Linked DNA regions of Mus musculus: region 2 is linked to region 1. A link is a contact called in public Micro-C data. All regions are on one chromosome and are shown on one strand. Each heading gives the region's core, a stretch centred on a gene start, on an enhancer-like site or on the middle of the called end of the contact. The rest is flanking DNA. Distances are from core to core; before and after follow the strand shown. Region 1 has its middle 35 kb from the start of Eif2s3x. Region 2 holds the start of Klhl15 (kelch-like 15).

What was found. Hi-C and Micro-C count contacts between places; a contact is called where the count stands out from the background.
Region 2: a contact with region 1 is called in a Micro-C map of embryonic stem cells, with 13 times the contacts expected there. The contact joins the promoter of Klhl15 here to the enhancer-like site in region 1. A contact is called at or near these places in 6 of 484 Hi-C or Micro-C datasets (cerebral cortex, embryonic stem cells, muscle stem cells and 2 more) and 8 of 115 datasets of contacts at active chromatin or transcription factors (the SCID.adh cell line, effector CD8 T cells, embryonic stem cells and 4 more).

What each region holds. Positions count from the first base shown.
Region 1 is chrX:94,174,346-94,180,835 of GRCm38.p6, reverse strand. No RefSeq gene overlaps it. Among named protein-coding and RNA genes, the nearest start is that of Eif2s3x, 35 kb to the left of the region's middle. Within about 2 kb of position 2,950, at least 431 of the 459 cell types and tissues checked have an H3K27ac peak or open chromatin away from gene starts, as enhancers often do. A contact at or near this core is called in the SCID.adh cell line, cerebral cortex, effector CD8 T cells and 7 more, where this site is marked.
Region 2 is chrX:94,231,045-94,237,810 of GRCm38.p6, reverse strand. Klhl15 (kelch-like 15) reads right to left here and starts at 2,881. Exons shown (of 3, transcript NM_001039061.1): 1 at 2,391-2,881.

The sequences.
Region 1 (6,490 bases), core at 1,701-4,200:
ACATGTACAATAAAAATGTAATAGATACAAACTCTTCAGGCATACATTCACATGGAATGAGATACGTGGCACATGTCTTTAATCCCAGCACTGCACTGAGGGAGGAGAGGCAAATCTGTGAGTTCGAGACCAGCCTGATCTACAAATTGAGTCCAGGACAGCCAGAGCTCTGTTACACAGGGAAACCCTGTCTCAAAAAAACAAAAACAAAAACAAACAAAAAAAAACCCAGAGCAAAAATAAATATGTGAGTAAATCTCTAGCCTTTTGCTAAATATCCAAAGGATATAAACAATTAGAAAGTGGACCATATTCTTTTTGTTTGGGGCAACTCTGTTATAGAGACGTCCATGCCTCCAAAGTTTTCATTCCATTCCATCATGTGATCTCAATCAAAAACTTCAGTTGTGCATGTGATTGAACATGTCCACATATGCATGCCAACATGCATGGGTGCCACGGCACATGTAGAGGACAACTGAAAGGAGCCAGTTCTCTCCTTCTACCATGCGAGTCTTGAACATTGACCTCAAGTCACGGGGCTTGTCAGCAGGGCACCTTTATCTGCTAAGCCAGCTTACTCCCCAGCCCCTAAATCTTAGTAAGATTTTTAAAGAGCTTGTCCAGGGCTGGAGAGATGGCTCGCAATTGAGAGCAGAAACCCTTCTGCACTAGTCTTCAGGTGGTTCCTAAACACCAATAGCTCAAACTCCAGAGGGAACCAATCTCTGGCTACTCTGGGCACCATCACTCTCATTCAAACACACACACACACACACACACACACACACACACACACACACATAATTAAAAATAATAAAAGCATTGTTCATTTGTCTAATTGTTTTTGTTGTTTTGTTTCTTTTTCGAGACAGGGCCTCTCTACATAGTCCTAGGTGGCCTCAAACTTGCTATGTAGAACAGTCTGGCCTCAAACTCACAAAAATCACCTGCCTCTGCCTCCAGAGTATATACATAAATAATATATATATATTAGGGGCTTGAAAAGTGATGACTGCTCTTGCAAAGGGCCCTGGTTACTAATTCCCGTTCCAGGCGATCCAACACCATTTTTTTGCCCTCAGCAGACACCAGACACACGTGGTCCACAATACAATCATGAATGAAGACAAAATACTCACAAAATAATAGCACTTTTTGGAGGGGGGAGGGCGGTTCAAGACAGGGTTTCTGTATGTAGTCCTGGCTGCCCTGGAATTCTCTGTAGACCAGGTTAGCCTTGAACTCACAGAGATTCACCTGCCTCTTCCTCACAAGTGCTGTGATCAAAGGTGTGCACCACCACCATCTGGTTTAATATATTTTTAAAGATTTTTTTACTTTTAATTATGAGTATATGCGTATTGTCTGGGTATGCAAGTATGTGAGTGGCTGAGGAAGCCAGAGGCATTGTATTCCTCTGGAACTGGTTTTTTTTCTTTTTTTTTTTTTTTTTTTTTTTCGGGGCAGGTTTCTGTGTATAGCTCTGTATAGTTCTGGCTGTCCTGAAACTCACTTTGTAGACCAGGCTGGCCTCGAACTCAGAAATCTGCCTGCCTCTGCCTCCTGAGTGCTGGGATCAGAGGCGTGCGCCACCACGCCCGGCCCTCTGGAATTGTTAAAAGCCAGATTCCGGTCCTCTGAAAGTGCAGTAAATACTTTTAACCGCTGAGTCATATCTGCAGTCCTGACATACATTAAAAAAAAAGATTTATTTATTTATTTATTTATTATGAGCACAGTGTAGCTGTTCTCAGACACACCAGAAGGGAGCATCAGATGGTTGTGAGCCACCATGTGGTTGCTGAGACTTGAACTCAGGACCTCTAGAAGAGCAGCCAGGGCTCTTAACCGCTGAGCCATCTCTCCATCCCGATATACAACATTTTAGAGCATCTTTTTTTCAATTATCCAATTGCTTATTCAATTTATTTTTATTTTTTTGGTGTTTCGAGACAGGGTTTCTCTGTGTATCCCTGGCTGCCCTGGAACTCACTCTGTAAACTAGGTTGGCCTCGAACTCAGAAATCTGCCTGCCTCTGCCTCCCAAGTGCTGGGATTAAAGGCATGTACCTCCACTTCCCGGCACTTATTCAATTTTAAAAATTAAATTTATTTTATTTATAGTGTGTGGAGAGCATTTTCACAGCCCATGTGAATGTCCGAGGGCTTCCATTAGGGTTGGAGGAGACTCTGAAGCGAATTCGGCTGTCAGGCTAGGCAGAAATCATATTTACTGGCTGACTTTCTCACCAAACCCAAAATCATAATATAAAATGTGTTACTGCTGCAGAGACAGATCAATCATTCCACCAGACTACAACCAGACTTAAAATTATAGTTATACATTTTATAGACAGAGTATGCTATCAATGAGAAAAAGGCATTCCTTTTTTGAACAGAAAAAAAAAAATCATTGAACAAAAAGTCACGCCTAAGACATGGACATATTGGGCCCTGGAATAGACAGTTGTGATAGGCAAATTTGAAATAAAAGTGTTTAGTTGTTTAGGAACCAGTGTTTTGGGTTTGTTTTCCCCCTCATCCTTGTAAAAAGGGCAGGGCAGGCAGGCAGACAGCTTCCGCAGCGGCAGCCGTGGCGCCCGGGGCGCCCGCGCCGCGGCGCGCGCGTGCGCAGTCGACACACGGAAGACCCAGCCAGAGCCGATTCGGCCCCCGAGTTCACTTCCTGTATAGTCCCCCCGCCCCTCCTCTTCCGCTACCCGCGCCGCGTCGCCGCCTCCACCGTGGGAGTATCGCATGGCTGGTGGAGACCAGCTCCTCCCTAGTCGCCCGCTGCTTCCCGAAGCGCCGCCGAGCCTGCGTAGTGCGCTACGCCTGGGTGATCGAGCGCGGAAAGAGAGTTGACTCCTTCCGGCCCCAAGCAAGTGGGTGCTGGGCAGACAGGAAGTGACGAGGCTGGGAAAAGGGGTGGGTCCAGCTCTGTCAGTTTGAGAGCGGAGCTGACGTGCTCTAGGTTTTACCCGCTGAGCCATTAGGATGCGGTCTGGCTCCACTGCACACCACGCTCTTCCTCCACGTGGAACGTCTAAAATGAACGAGGAGTGGCCTGTTTTAGTCCCCCTGCTCGTTCCTCCGCCACGGAGGAGTCCTGCTTTTTCTGCTCTGCACTCCAGCCTTGGACAAACAGCCGCCCCGCTGAGCGTGTTCCATCATGCCGCTCTGCTTGGGACGCCTCCGTGGCTTCTTTCCATTTTTTTGCTTGCTCCCCTAAACTATGTCCCATAAGCCTTAAGTTACACATTTTCTTTTGATTCTATTTGGAAAGGAAGATTGATTTTTTTTTCAGGGTTTTAGAGCTACGTTTTCAATTAAGTATTTCGCCAACAGCACATATGACGGGTAATTTTAGAATACAATTTGGGGATGGTGTTTGCAAGGATGCTTGTTGTATTTGGCTTTAGGATGAAGTTTTTTTTTTTTTATCATGTATTAAAACATTCCAGCTTCATCGCTGCAAAGCCATAGTGAATTTGAAATGCTGTGAAGGGCTAAATTAATCTCCAAAGCAATAGATGCCTGTTGGTTAAATTAAAAACCTAAACTCAAGTGGAAGGGAGGAGAGTCTGCTCCTACCAGATTGCTCATTTTCTCTCCTGAAACCTTCACTTTGTTTATTTGGTTAGTGCAGGTTCTCACTATATTTCATGCTGGTCGGAATTCTCTAGGGAACTGACAGAAATCTGGATTTGCCTTCCCAACGACTGGGATTATAGACATGAGCCACCATACCCTGCTAACCCTATGCCTTTTAAAGCACATCGTTTTACTGTGGTGATGGACATCAACGCTATCTGTCTCCAGGGACCTCTGAAGCCTTTTTCGTGACCTGGCTTAGTTTGTGTTTCTTTGTTTTGTTTTGTATCCTGTGGTTTTTCTAATGGATTTTTCAGAACTTTTGCAATTTCACAGCTATCCAACCTCCATGTCCTAAATTTTAAGAACTTAAACTGAGTGCTAGCAAGATGGCTCAACAGTTATAAATGCTTGCTAGGTAAGTCTGATGACCTAGGTTCATAGAGAAAGGAGAACACAGATTACCAAAAGTTGTTCTCTTGACTGGACCGTGGTGGTGCACGCCTTTAATCCCAGCACTTGGGAAGCAGAGGCAGGCGAATGTCTGAGTTCGAGGCCAGCCTGGTCTACAAATTGAGTTCCAAGACAGCCAGGGCTACACAGAGCTACACAGGGCTACCCAGAGAAACCCTGTCTTGAAAATAAAAACAATCCCAGCACTTGGGAGGCAGAGACAGGCCGATTTCTGAGTTCGAGGCCAGCCTGGTCTACAGAGTGAATTCCAGGACAACCAGGGCTATACAGAGAAACCCTGGCACAAAACAGCAACAAACAAACAAACAAAAAGGAAAAAAGCTGTTCTCTGGACTCCATATTCATATCTCTCAAACACTAATAAAAATTTCAAGTTTTTATAAAAAGAATTTTTGTCCTCAGTAGTACTGGATTTAGGACTCAGTTTCCATTGCCAGCAATCACAGCGCTCTGTTACTATAGTCCCAGGGGATTCAAAACCTTCTGCCCCCCCCCCCCCGGCACTATATGCACATGGTACACAGACATACATGCAGGCAAAATGCCCATGCATGCAGAAAAGTTGTGGCACATGTCTTTAATCTCAGCACTTGGGAGGCAGAGGCAGATAGATTTCTGAGTTCGAGGCCAGCCTGGTCTACAGAGTTGAGTTCCAGGACAGCCAGGGCTACACAGAGAAACCCTGTCTCGAAAAACAAAACAAAACAAAACAAAACACCCAAAAACAAAACAAAACTGTAAATTCAAGGTGATGTTATATTCGTACTGACTCAATGGAAGGCCAGCCATCATGACAAAGCTTCAAGTGTTCTCTAAGAAGTCAATGGTCTCTGTGGCTTCAGTATCTCCTGGGTTTTGGTGTCTGTCTCTGCTGCTGTTTCTGATATTTCCCACCTCAAACCCTTCTTACCCTTTGCTGTTCTGTGTAATGACTTAGTGACAGAAAGTGTTGCTTAGTCCTCCCAGCACCCCTCATCTGAGTTTTGAATTTTTGCAATAAAAATGTAAGTACAAAATTTTCTAGGCAATGGTGGCACACATTTTTAATCCCAGCACTCAGGAAGCCAGAGAAGCAGGCAGGTCTCTTGAGTTCAAAGTCTGCAGAATGAATTCCAGGACAGCCAGGGCTACACAGAGAAACCCTGTCTCTAAAAACGGTGCAAAATTTATGGCTGAAGATACATACAAAGGATGATAGGTTGAGGGCAGAAGAGAGGATGAAGCTCAATGGTAGAGAATTCGCCTGATATGAAGCTTGGGTTCCATCTGCAGCACCAGAAGAAACAAACAAACAAAAAGATAGATTGGATGAAAATTCCTTACAGGAGAAGGATGGTTAACATAGTACATACACATGATTGAGAAGGAAAAATGGCAGGAGACAAACATTGACTTCCTTTACTGCTTGTCTTGGAGTTACTATTGCTGTGATGAGACATCATGACAAAAAGCAAGTTGGGGAGGAAAGGGCTTATGTGGCTTACACTCCCACGCCGTAGTCTATTATTGAAGGACTTCAGGACATGAACTCAAGCAGGATAGGAACCTGGAGGCAGGAGCTGATGGCCACGAAGGGGTGTTTTTTACTGTCTGGCTCCTCATGGCTTGCCCAGCCTGCTTGCTTGCTCTCTTTCTCTCTCTCTTTCTTTCTTTCATGAGATTTATTTATTTAGACGTGTCATTAGCTGTTGCTTAATGCCTGTTACCAAGCCTCCAGGAAAATTTTAAGTGCTAAGCTGTTTTGAAGGTGGTAAGCCACAAAAGACAGGTGAAAGATAAGAGACTGGGACAAATTAGTATCCCTAGTTTAAGTTGCAATGCATTCTTGGTAGAATTCTAAACATTTCTATGAAAAGAAAATATTTCTCATTCTCTTCAGACACTTCAATAATCTTCTGTTCCATGGAAAACAAAATCTTTCCATTGCTTATATACTATATTTTGATTAGTTAGACATATTTTCATATTAGGTCATTATTTGCTTTGTTTTATGCTTTGTTTTCCCCTGGTTGGCTTATTGAACTCAGCCTCACATAAACTTTTGCACGATGTCCTCCAAATTGTAATGTTGTGTGTAATGCCAAAAATTAACATTTGCCCAAGGACCAGGTAACCTCCTGGAATGATGGGAGTTGTAGTTCTTGGGAAGTAACAGAGCCTCATAAGAGTATGGTGGCCTATGGGTTTTGTCTTGTTTTGTTTTGTTTTGTTTTCTGAGACAGGGTTTCTCTGTATAGCCCTGGCTGTCCTGGAACTCACTCTGTAGACCAGGCTGGCCTCGAACTCAGAAATCTGCCTGCCTCTGCCTCCTGAGGCTAAAGGCGTGCGCCACCATGCCCAGCAGGTTTTGTCTTTATAAACGTCTGTAACATGTGTCTCCCATCCATCCATTCACGAATGTAGTATTTAATAGAGCTTG
Region 2 (6,766 bases), core at 1,632-4,131, 57 kb before region 1:
GTACCAGGTATAGTTACATGTGCCTATGGGAGGCTGAGGCACAAGGATAACCCCAAGTTTAAGGCAAACCTGGGTTATAGCGAACGACTGGGGGAGAAAACAAAACCTTGTTAAAACTACTAACACTAACCTGAATCTCCAGCACCTAGAACAGTATGTGGCACATAGGAAATGCTTAGTAAATGCCTCATGTACAGACAAATTTACTTCACAAACTTCCATGTTCTATAACCACTTCAATTTAAAGATGAAAAAATCCAAACTATGAGATTAAGTTACTGGCCTAAGGTTATGATATCAAATTATGGAGCTAGGGTCTTCTGAGATCTACCCCTTCCTAATAAACCACTATTTCAACAAGCCCTCACTAATGGCCAGCTTTTGTTCTTTAATTTTAAAAAAGCCCAAATGGCCTATAGCACTCTACTTCTGAGGAAATGTCTGACAGCGAATTAATCTACAGCACATCCCCCACCCAGGTCAAGAGTCATTGTCCTCATGTAACATTCAGTCCCCAAACCTGACCATAGGCCACCAACATCACAGGGACAGAGCTAAAATCAGGGGGAAACTGTTAAAGGAACTAAAATATAACATCTTTTCCTTTCTCCCATCTCTCTTGACTTGTCATGATATGTTTCTACTTGTTGGTATATGTTGTCCTAAATAAAGAAAAATAAAAATTTTCAATTCTTAGCACAAATTCTACCATTATTTATATTGTGCGATGCTGGTTTACACACATCATTAAACCAAGTCTAAAGCCTGGCTTCTGAACATCCATGAAGCCAGTCAAGTCAGCCTTGGCTCCATGATAACCCACAGCAAGGCAGAGAGGTCAAACTCAGAAATGCTCAGTAAAGTAGTGATCTGTGAAAATTATCTTCAGAACAAGGGATAAAGCCAAAATATAAAAGCAGTCACTTTAAAGCTGGCTGTTCCTTTTCCAACCTAATCTGTCTTTTTAAAAAATACACAAGCATACTGTGAAAGACCACTGGCATCAGACCAGGGAATTAAAATTTTAACATCTACTCAGAAAAAAAAAGAAGACTAAAAATAATATACTCCAAAATGCTCCTTTCGCTTTTAATTGACTATTATAAGCCAAAACATTCTACAGTTTTGAAACTCTAGAAAGTAAATTCTATTTTCGAGCCACAAATATTTACTATCTTATTTCTTGCCAATTAACAGGTAGTAAAGAGTATTAACATCCTTTACCACTGATGAAATGGGACTCAAAGCACCTACTAAGTGCTGTGATTAAAAACAAGAACTGAATTCCTCAAATATTGCATGAAGTGCTAACAAGTTGAAATTCCCTGTACATTGCTGGATCTACTGAGCATTAGAGAAACATGGATGCATGTGTAAGCTCTTGAAAAACCATTTTCAAATGATTAGAAGTATTCAGTCATCCTGTTCTGTAGATACGAAAAGCAAACACTGAAATTAAAAAACACACACGCTTTTAAAATGACAACAGTAAATCAGATTGACAAAGGAAGTGAACCTCTTAAAAATAAAAAAGACTAAATAAATATAAGGTGTTAAATATTCTGAATAAGAAAGGGGGCTGAGAGGCCTAGAAAGATGAAAAGCCCTACAGTAACATTAAATTTGAATTAAAGGATACCGTTATTTAAATAAGCAGTTGGCATTTTGTAGAGGGAAGGCCAACGAACACTGACTATTAAACAGCTATCCATCACTGCGCTGTTCTGCTAGTCCTTATTTACTTATAATATAGAAATGAAGAGGCAGCAACAGTTAGCCACATTAACCACTCAAGCAAAGGTTACCTAAAGAAAATGACCTTACATTTTCCTACACCACTATACAGCTATAGATTATTTTCACATATATGACCTCATATAGTCCTCACTACCTCTCTGATGTGGCTATTATCGACTACACCGCATAGATAAGAAACTGAGGCTCCGTCCGAGATCTCCTCAGTGCGAGATTTTCTCAGTCGCCCAGTCGGACCCAGACATTCTGATTATGCCGCACGCATTATGCCGCACATTTCGCATAGTTCTATTTAAGGCACAAACAGGATTTTTAAAGGGAAGGAACCGGTTAAGGGGGAAATAATCATGGTACCTGCAGCTCTATGCTGCAAAAAATGGCTGAATTATGCTTCTTCCTTTTTTTCTCCTCTCTCTCTCTCTCTCTCTCTCTCTCTCTCTCTCTCTCCCCCCTCCCACCAGAAAAAAATTTACATTTCAAACAATTTAAGTAAACTCAAAAGACAAATTAGCTCCCAGCATCTACAAAATGTTTGAGTGCGGCCAGTGCGGTGAGGGCCACGGAACCCGTGCCTTCCTCGGGGCCGCGAGCAAAGCCTGGGCTCCGCAGGCCGGCGGCCAGGGGCGGCTACGCACCTCGGGGGTCCTGTCCAGCCTCTAGTGGACGGCAGTCTGCATCAGGAAGAAGTGGGCCAGTGGCCGAACGGTGGGAGGGTCGGGCGCCGGGATGGACCGCGATAGCTCCTCGAACCTCTACAAGGGGCCGCTCCCTGGCCGGGCCGGAGCGCTCCGGCGCCGGGCGAGCTCGCAAGCCCGAGGCCCCCCGAGAAACAGTCCTGGGAAAGAAGACAGCGGTTGAGTGGCGAGTCCAAACAGTTGGGCTAGGCGTGACGCGCGCGGCGTCGGGGCCGGGGCCCAGCCTCGCCAATACCGGGGGATGTCGCGGCACTGCACGGGGCTCGGCTGGAGAGGCGACTCAGGACCACCAACTGGGGGACAGCTGAGGGGGCCGAGGGCAACAGAAACGCCAGCGGGAACCACATACACGACGGCGTCTCCGGGTTTCTGCCCCCAAAGCGCGCGGAGCCTCGGGATCACCCACGCCGGGGGTGGAGGAAAGCGGGAAAGGGGCGGGAAAGGGGCGGGGCGTGAGAGGGCCACGAGCCAGGGGCCGCTCCGGGCCTCGCGCCCCCTGCGGGCCGAGGGAGCCGCCCGGGGCCCGCCCAGGGGGGCGGGGCCCACGGGCTAGGGGCCCGGGCCAGGGTCTCGAGGACGCAGAGCCGAGCCTGTCCCCGAGAGAGGGCGGGGACTGGAAGCCGTGGGTTAGGGAGCAGGCCTGGGAGGCCCCCTTAGCCCCTGAAGGCGCCCCGTGGGGGCCGGCGCGCCGCCTGGCGGGTGTTTACCTTCCCCCTGGTTGAACGCCAATGCCGCCATCTTTCAGCCCAGGCGCGTCACTTCCGGCGCCACGGAACGGGAGCCGGTGTGGGAACCGGGTAGAGGGAGGGTTGTCCCACGCCAGCTGCGCGCCTTGCCCCAGAGGCGGGCCTGCTACTGTAGTGGGGTTGGGGGGTGACGCGGCGGGGCCGGGGCCAGAGAGAAAGGAGGTAGAGGGGCTCTGCAGGAGGGATCCGCTGAGGTTGACCCTCAGAGCCCTGCCGTCGAGGCTGGAGAGACTCGGCCGTGCACTTCCACCCCTGCAGCAGGGTCACTCCGCCTGGCCCGGAGGTGGGCCCCGTGGCGCTGCAGCGAACACACAGTGCGCAAGTTGAGGGCTAGGAAACCTGGAAAATTCCATTTTTGCATCTTGCACACCGTCGGATGAGGGGAGTTTTGCCAATGGTACCTGTTATAAAAGTGACTAGGTGGACGCCAAATGGCAATCATTTTTTATAAGGCAATTTGCAATGAATCATTGCGTCACGGTTCCACTTAGCTTATCGCATGCAAATTACATGTTTCACATGCAAATTTCCCAGAGATGGAAAGAGTCATCGAAAATGGCATTATCTTCACCAAAGGTAGAAAAGTACGAGCTAAAAAAGCGGGTTTGTTTTGCATCAAAATAGGCAAGAAGGAATATACAGAAGGCACCAATTTCAGTTGTTCCTTGAGGAGGGGTCTGTTTGTTTTACAAATCTGCTCTAGAATTCTAGGTCATGGCTTTTAAATACTACCCTTACTTGATTTAAGAAAATGGAAATACACTGTAAGACTTTTGTAAATTTATTATATATCTCTGTAAGAGAGCTGTAGATGACAAATACACAGTTGAAGCCACTGGTTCTACGACCAGTTAAAAATTAAGACAACCGTTAACCATTTCTGATCTTAACAGATCTCTTTGCTTCCCCTGTCTCTAGCTCCACCACCGAAGCCCATCCCCCACCCCCACATCGCCACTTCTCTCTAAATGAATATCCTGATGAACTTTTCAAGAGACTGTGACTAAAAGTGATCAGTATCTCTTTCTAACAAACTTGATTAACATGCCACATTTCCCAAGAGGCCAAAGTAGCACATCGTGTACTGTTTTGCTGAAGTACACTACTTCATTGTAAAAATAATTATTATTTTGAAAATAGGAAATAATCTCTTTTCTGACTTAAACACTGAAAGTTCAAAACTTGTCTCACCTATTCTGTTTTTTCCAGTAGCCCCTTTAATGCCTTTATTTGTGTTGGTTATTTTTAAATCCTAGCTGGTTGGGTGGGTGAGCTGGCTCAGCAGGTAAGGGTGCTTGCCACAAGAGTTCTAGCCTCAGGATCCACAGAGTGGAAGAGAGAACTCTCTTCACTCACAAGTTGTTCTCTGACCTTGACATGTGTCATGCCTGCACACATACACACTTAAACAAAAGATAGTAAACAAAAGATAGTAACAAGATCTTAAATTCTAGTTTGCTATCTTTGTATATTACTGCTTGATTACCCCAGAATGTATTACCTTAAAACAACACATTTAAAACTTAAACTATAAAATTAACTTTCAATTGCACACATTCAATGTCTGAATTTTATGTTTTATATGTCATAAATAGCTAAAAGAGTTGAATTTTTTTACATTAACTAACAGACATGCATTTTAAGCTATACATTACCATAAGTGAGTGATCTGTCTAGAGGTTTCTTTCTGTTTCTGACTTGGAAAACAGACGTGTTTGTCTGGTGTAATAGGTATGTATAACAGTGAGTGGTGTCACAACGTATTCTGATCAGTATACACATTCTCTGGCGTCATGTGATCTCATCTGGCATTTTCTTCTGTTGCTCTGCCCAAAATCTTTTCAAAACGACTTTCCTGTTTCTGAAAGTGAAGGGTTTGTTTGTTTGTTTGTTTGTTTGTGGGTTTTTTGGTTTGGTTTTTTGTTGTTGTTGTTTTTTGTTTTTTGGGGTTTTTTTTTTTTTGCCAATATGTATGAGTGTTTGGCTGCTTGTGTGTATGTGCACCTGCTGTGTGCCTGGTGTCCATCGAAGTTAGAAGGTATCATATCCCCTGGAACTGAAGTTACATGGAGCCACCATGTGGACACTAAGACTAAGCCTCTGCATGAACAGCATATACTCTTAACCACTGAGCATCGCTCCACCTTCCTATACTGTGTCTTTCCACCCATCTATATATGTTTACTATATAGAACCCCCCCAAAGCTATCCTTAACAAATGATGCTGAGCCAGGATAGGTGCTTGCCACACAATCCCCCAGAACCCACATAAAAGTGGAAGATGAGAATCGACTCTACAAGGTTGTCCTCCGACTTCTACGTGTATGCTGAGGCATACCCATCATATACATACACATCATATACATACACATCATATACATACACATCATATACATACACACTGATTTAATTCTAAAAATAAATGTAGATGATGCCACTTTCACTTCTCTCCCTAGGGATGAAAGCTAAGCCCTCGCTGTTTTTTCAAGTACTGTATTATATATAGGATGGTCTAACATTTTAATACCCAGGAAAATAAAACCCCTTTATCTAAATAAACTGACACCTGCTGCAGTAATTCCTGTTTTCACTTGCAGCAGGCATCGCTTAACAACAGTGATATATTCTGAGAAATGAATAAGCAAGTGATTTTACTGTTAGGCAAACCTAGACAGACACCTAATATGGCGCACATGTTTAATCCCAGTGAGGCAGAAGCAGAGACAGGTAGGTCTATATGAGTATAAGGACAGCTTCATCTACATAGTGAGTTCCAGGCCATTGAGGGGCTACCTAGTGAGACCTCATCTAAAGAGAAAAAAACTATATAGTTTTTCTCAGTACCATGGTTTGCTATGACTGGCAGTGCAGTAGGTTTCTTTATACCAGAATCAACCACAAAAGGTGTAATGTGTTGCACTCCAGTGTAAAGATAGCTGTAACATCAGTAGGTAGTGGGGATTTTTCAGCTCCATTATAATCTTTTGAGTACAGTCTGTAGTTGATTGAAACTACATCCTATCTATCAATCGATTGATCAATCTATTTTACATTTCTTTAGTTGGGGAGGGAGGCATAGAGACCAGACAACTTGCAACAGTTAGGTTCTTCTTTCCACTATGTGAGTGCAGGGAATTGAACTTAGGTTGTCAAATTCAGGTTGTCACACTTGGTAGTAAATGCCTTTAATGCTGAGACTTGTCACTGAATCTAACTTTTTTTTTTTAGACAGCCTTTCAATTATCCCAGGATGGTCTTGAACACATTATTCAGCCAAGAATGTCTTTGATCCTCTTTCGCCCACCTCCTCAGTACTGGAATTACAGTGGTGTGTAGTGCAGTGCTTCTCACCCTTCCTAATGCTGCAGCCCTTTAGTGCAGTTCCTCATGTTGTGGTGGCTCCAAACCATACAATTATTTTCTTTGCTACTTCTTAACTGTAATTTTGCTACTGTAATGACTCATAATGTAAATATCTGATTTGCTACCCTCACGACCCTCAGGTTGAGAACCACTGGTGTAGTGCTTGCCTAGCATTCCTCAGATGTCAGGGATTGGACCCAGAACCTC